Linked DNA regions of Mus musculus: region 2 is linked to region 1. The links are chromatin contacts, called in public Hi-C maps. All regions are on one chromosome and are shown on one strand. The core of a region is the stretch at or near the end of the contact, and the rest is flanking DNA. Distances in the headings are between cores, read along the strand shown.

Region 1 (3,067 bases), core at 297-2,796:
TTCCTGTGAGGACTGGAGAGCTGAGGACCCAAGTTTTGTTCCCAGTGTTGATGTCATGTGGCTTACAGTTGCCTGTAACTATAGCTCCAGGGACTCTGTGGACACTGCACTCATGTGCACATGCCCACACACAGATGTACTAGATGCACAGAATTAGAAATAAGATGTTTAAATAACTCTCCCTGTGGCCTTCTGGCAGCTCCTCCTTGGGTGAGGAGCCTGTTACCTGCAACTGTCTTACTTTAGCTTCCTTCTGTTTTCAGACACTTAGTCTTGGAAGTTTTTATACAGGAATTTTTTAGTGCATCTGATTGACCATGGCCAGTTTAATGAATGGGCTTCTAGACTGGAAGCAGGACAGCTCAGGTGCAAGAGCAGGCCAGGGAGGCAGTTCCAGGAGGTGGCCTTGTTAGCAGATGGGCCTCTAGAAGCCCAAACCAGTTGATGACAGTGCCTGCTCACTCTACAGCAAGCCTTCTCCCCGAACTGCAGCCCTTCCCTCTGCCCCTGCCTCATCGCTATACAGTTGTATGTGGAGGCCAGAGGTCAGGATCGGTTTCCTCATGTCATTCTCCATTTTGTTTATTATTATTTTATGTGTATGGTTGTTTTGCTTATGTGTATATGTGTGCACCACTTACATATAATGCCTAGCCCAGGAAGCCAAAGATGATATTGGATGCCCTGGAGCTGGAGTTACCAATGGTTGTGAGCTGCCGTGTGAGTGCTGGGGAGTCCCAATAATTGTTTAAAAGTAAAATAGGCTGGAGAAGTGGCTGAGCTGGTGAGAGTGACAGCTGCCCTCCAGAGGACCTAAATTTGGTTCCCAGCACCCATGTCAGGGAGTTCACAACTGTTTCTAACTCCACTTTCAAGTGATTGAACACTCTTCTGCCCTCCAGGGTACTGCACACATGTGTGCACAGATACACAGAAAGGAAGGGGAGGGAGGGCGAGCATAGCTTTAATTCCAGCTCTCAAGAGCCAGGGCTGGCCTAGTCTAAATAGTGAGTTGCAGGCCAGCCAGAGCTATACAGTAGACCCTCTCACGCGGGGGTGGGGGTGGGGGGATTCAGTAGAGGTAGTGGAGATGACCTTTGACCCACCTTGTTTCTAGATGTCCTAAGCAGCCAGGAGTTCCTTGGCCTAGACACTGTTGATAATGCTGTCCAGTCATTGTGACAGGAGCTTTCCTGTGTGTCTAGGGAGGGGAGAGGACAAAGTGGCTCTAGCTGAAAACCACAGAGCCACTGCCTTCCCTTCCCAGGCAGGTGACCCCAATGTGTTGCCTTGGCTCAGGCCCCCAGGTTCTCCTCCTTTGCTCAGGGTTCCTCTCCTAAGGCCTGAGTAACTTCTCTGTCCCTTTTAAATCCTGCCAGCCTCATCTAGAAGGCTGGCATTATCTAGGAAGCTCACTGCCTTATTCAGCCAGGTACGTGGTCAGAGTGGCCCCTTTAGAACCCGGGTTGCGTTGTTTATAACTCTGAGCACAGCCTGGCCTGCGTCTGCCCTAGAACTGGGGCTGGAGCCAGGCAGAGCAGAGGCTAGTGTTGTCTGAGCTTAGACGCCATCAGTGTTGTCTGAGCTCCCCTCCTCCACAGTCTGGCCCTGGGTTGTTTTCAGAGGAGGCAACAGAGACTGCCTCTTGCCCTGTTCCATGCCATTACATGACCAGTGTTTATTTCACGTAGCCCATGACTTCCCCCCAGGCTATTTTGGAATAGCTTCTTTCCTGCTATTCCAAAACTTAGGTTCACCGATGCTTTCCAGGAAATGCTAGTTTACAACTGGCTGGTAAACTCGGAGTTGCTGAACTTTTTTTTTTCTTTTTAATTTTTAATGATAAGAAACAAAAATATACCTAAAAGCATAGCTTGTGGAAAAACCATTTGTTCTCTCCTGTCTTGTATTGTTCTTCCAACTGACCTTGGCCTCCCCAGCCTTGCGTTTCAGAGCTGAGTCTCTAAAGACATCCTTCTTGACAACCGTTCCCTCTGAGAGGCTATCCAGAGCACCTGTAGGCATGAGGTGGTTACAGTTATAAACGTTCATAAAGAACTTGATCTTGGAGTTTTTGGCAATCTTCTTTTTACCTCCATTTCACACGTCCTGTATGAGCTTGTTCTGATCAGGCTGTCCATGTGGATCCTCCCCCCTCCCCTGGCAGTACCTGGACCTGACAGAGGCCATCGGGTTGTGTGCAGACGCAGCTCAAGGCTCTCGTCAAGGCCGCGCTACTCTCTGCTTTCTGCGATGACTTAGGCCCCCTAATTGGTGGTGGTTTGACGTCTAAGCTAAGAAGGCAGTTGAGGTGAAGCTGAGGGTGGGGCAGGCACAAAGTGTCTTCACATTACTAGAAAAGGGAGCTGGCCTCTCCACCTTCCCTTCAGTGCCTTGAAGCTAGCCTTTCTGGACCTCAGCCTGTGTCCCTGTGGACAGGGAGTCAAGCAAGTATGGATGTAGTGGCTGTATGTGCCTGTGTGCGTGCACGCAGGCGCCAATGCTTTCTTTGTGGCTTCAATCCTGTCATGGGTCCCAGAGTTGGCTGCTGAGATACCATGTGTACTTGGAAGCAGCAGGCTGACACCAGTCACAGTGTTGTCTGTGGAACAGGTCCTGGGTCCCTGTGGCAGTTTATGTTTCCTGCTTAGCGGTGTACAGCCTACCTAGAGCTTGTGTGGGTTGTCCTTAGCAAAGCTTCAGTGACCTTGTACTTGCTTTTCAGCACTTCTGTCCTGCTCCTCTCTCTGCCAGTCACCTTTCGCAGCAGAGAGGCCGGCTGAGGTTACTGAGAGTCGGGGAGAGTCGGGGAGAGCCCTTCCTGGTGTGTGCCTGTCCGTCTCTGAGCAGGGGAGAGAGATGTAGCAACCACTTACAGGTTGTCCAAGAATGACAGAACAATCCCGATTTGGAGATACAAGAACAGAGAAGACAAAACAGCCTAGCAGAGAAGCAGCTCTTTCTGGGCCACAGAGGCCGCCCAGCAGCAGGAGGTGGCAGTTCTGGGGGTTCAGTTGGGTCAGGACAGGGTCTGCACTGCCACAGATAAGGAGCAGGATGCAGCTGG
Region 2 (3,067 bases), core at 175-2,674, 43 kb before region 1:
ACCTCTTCTTGTGAATCTGCGGGGTGGGCAGGCTCCCAGGCCCCTCATACCTGGGGCCTCATAGTCATGTGGCTACTGCCAGTCATGTGACTGTCTCACCCAGAAGACTTCTTGTTTTTTGTTTTTTGTTTTTTTTTTTCAGTTTTTGTTCTTTGAAGGAAGTGTATATGTCTGTGTATCTGTGTGTGGCTCCGTGCACAAGCCCCCAGCGCCCAGAGGTGAAGCATCCCCTGGAGCTAGAGCTACAGGTGGTTGTGAGCTCCCACTGTGGGTGCTGGGAACTGAGCTCAGGTCTGAAGCAGAACTCATACACGCTGTTAATCTCCGAGCCGTCTATCCTCCCCCGAGCTGAGAGCTTTTTAGGTTGTCTCAGACCTTAGTCCAGGAGAAAAAGCTCTTTAATTAATGTGAGCCTGACATCAGACTGGGTCATGCTGGGGAGATGGGGGATAAGATGGTTAAAGAGCCTAGGACTGGAGAGTCTGAGGTCAGGAGGGTCAGGTATGGAGGACATTCAGGGCGATGTGTCTGTCCTATCAGCTTAGGCACATAGAACATGCCAGTGTGATACCCTCTTTCTCATGACACCCTACAAAGCGGTGGTCCTTAGAGGATGTCTTCCATCCCGCAGCTTTCAAAAAGGGCTGAGGAGCTTAGGTGAAATGGCTCAGCAGGCAAAGGCGCTTGCCACCAAGCCTGAGGACCTGTGTTTGATCCCAGGGATCCACATGCTAGAAGGAGAGAACTGACTCCCACAGTGCTCCTCTGGCTTCCGCATGTGTGCACCGCACGTGCACATCAAACAAGTAACTAGAATGGAATAGAGATGTTCTTTTTAAATGGGTGATGGAGATAGCTCAAGCACGAGGACCTAAGCATAAGTCTCAGACATGGAAAATCTGGTGCAGGGCCCCTCACCCAGCATCTGTATCCTAGGACCAGAGACACGGGGTTGGACAAATCCCTGGGACTCGCTGGCTCCCCTAGCCAACCCAGCCCACTTGGTGAACTTCAGACCAGTGAGAGACCTTGTCCAAAGAGACGAAGTAGACAGTCCCTGCAGTTCTCAGAGAATGACACCCAGAGCTAACCTCTGGCCTCCACTCACACACACACACACACACACACACACACACACAAACACATAATATGCACACACATACATACACATTCACATACATACATACACAAATACATGCACACATACATGCACATACATACACAAGCTCGAATACATGCACACATACATACACATATACATGCACACACATGCATGCACACACACATATATATACATACATATATACATAGAGCCAGGGATGGGGGGCCCACTTACCAGAACTTTAAGAAGGAGTGCAGGTGTTGTCCTGGGGGCTGTCACTGGGTGCTGGGACTAGGAGAAGCTGAGACTCCTGACTGCAAGGAAGCTGTAGCACATATTTCCCCTGGCAGCATGTGATGGCTCAGAGATTCTAATCCCCCTGGCCCTGCCTCCCATGTTACCCCAGGCAGTATGATGCCAGCAGGGCTTGGCAGTCAGGCTCTGGCCCTATCCTGCTGAGGGCAGGCGTCATCAGTGGTACTGGGGACGTAGAAAGAATTACTAGTAGCCGTCTCAAGCTATAGGGAGAGCATGGGCTAAGCCTGGGGGTCTAACTAATCCCTGCTTTGTCCCCAGCTGGCTGGGGACCAGCCACCACCTTCTGTCCCTCAGAGGCCAGTTTGCCCACGCCTCTGAGGGTCCTTCTTGGTCAGGAAGCCTGCTATCCCTTATAGCCACATACCTGGGGAGGCAGCTTCTACAATCCACAGGGTATCCTGCCAGGTGAGTGTAACTATCCATTTTACAGAGGAGGAAACTGAGGCTCTGCCCCATAACTTGAGGGGCCCCAGTCAGGTACCAGGAGAGCAGGAAGGTCCCTAGAAACAGTTCTCCAGAGCAGAAACACCTCAATACCACCAACCAAAGAGAGAACTATGGGTCTATACAAAATGTCACGGGACACACACACACACACACACACACACACACACACACACCATCATGCAGCACCCAGAAGGAGACCAGCACAGTGGTGACAGAAGCCAGAACACAAGAGACACATGGTGGTTTCTAGTTCAACATCTTGTCCAGATGTTAGGACCCGGCTGCTGGATGCCCAGGGAGAAGGCCTTAAGGTCACCAGCAAGGTAACTGTTCAGTTGGACGGTGCTAATTCATGCAGCTACCTCTATGTATGTTATGCTCAACATCTTCTTAAACTCCAAAGATCTCTGACTTCCACACCTGCAATCTCTCTGTCCCTCACACCACTCTTTTGTTCCCTTTCCTTCCCACTCACACCTCACCCTGCCTCTCTTAGCTCTTCTCTGGCCAGCTCCTCTTACCATATGTTCCCCTGTTCCACCAGGGTACTGTAGCTCTTTGTCTGCATCAGCAAGCCTTGCCAGCTCAAGGCACTGAGCCAGGAGGAGCATTCCCCAAAGCCACCAGCAGAGGGCACACCTGCTAGGACCAGTGATCCTCTTAGAGGGATGCAGTTCCAACCTTGACCCTTGGGTGGAGGGAACCAGGGCCAGTACAGGCAACACCACACACACAATCAGCTGTCTGTGGAGACCTCTTCCCCCAGAATCCTTCTCTGCTGTTTGATGCTGCAGGATCTCCTGTTTTTGCCTTAACTGCATGCTCCCTGGACACTTCCATCTTTCCTCTGCTGGAGCCCTCAACAGACTTCTCATGGCTGATCAAAAAGCCCTTCTTAGGGCTTAGCCCTTGGGTCTGGTGGGCAGACACACTCAGAACCTCAGCTAGGTGTCTATACTGCTAACAACCAGGGTTTGCAGAGGCATCTGTGTCCCTCCTTAGTTGCTGGCTCCATTGCACCCCTGGTGTCCCATGTGGCAACCATCTGTTGACGCCCATAGCTTCATGGTGAGTCTGCATTCCTGGTCATTGACCACGCTCATGGCCAGGTACCTTCTGGAAAACACCTCTAAACACAGTGACCCCCTGAACACAGGAAAGGGCAACGTGATGGTAATCTGGAGAATCCCAGCCTGCACC

Evidence for each region. A called contact is a pair of places that touch in the nucleus more often than the background predicts.
Region 2: a contact with region 1 is called in a Hi-C map of the G1E-ER4 cell line, with 2.4 times the contacts expected there. The contact joins the promoter of Aanat here to the enhancer-like site in region 1. A contact is called at or near these places in 7 of 39 promoter capture datasets (the 3T3-L1 cell line, 3T3-L1-derived adipocytes, the HPC-7 cell line and 3 more), 4 of 15 datasets of contacts at CTCF or cohesin (the G1E-ER4 cell line, the NIH/3T3 cell line, embryonic stem cells and 1 more), 31 of 484 Hi-C or Micro-C datasets (the AML12 cell line, B cells, the G1E-ER4 cell line and 17 more), 4 of 115 datasets of contacts at active chromatin or transcription factors (cardiomyocytes, embryonic stem cells, fibro-adipogenic progenitors and 1 more) and 4 of 9 other capture datasets (adipose tissue, embryonic stem cells, liver and 1 more).

Annotation. Positions count from the first base shown.
Region 1 is chr11:116,549,445-116,552,511 of GRCm38.p6, reverse strand. The region is part of intron 1 of Ube2o (ubiquitin-conjugating enzyme E2O); the gene reads left to right. Among named protein-coding and RNA genes, the nearest start is that of Sphk1, 19 kb to the right of the region's middle. Within about 2 kb of position 1,546, at least 60 of the 459 cell types and tissues checked have an H3K27ac peak or open chromatin away from gene starts, as enhancers often do. A contact at or near this core is called in 3T3-L1-derived adipocytes, the G1E-ER4 cell line, adipose tissue and 5 more, where this site is marked.
Region 2 is chr11:116,592,044-116,595,110 of GRCm38.p6, reverse strand. It overlaps Aanat (arylalkylamine N-acetyltransferase), which reads right to left and starts at 1,424. Exons shown (of 4, transcript NM_009591.3): 1 at 1,337-1,424.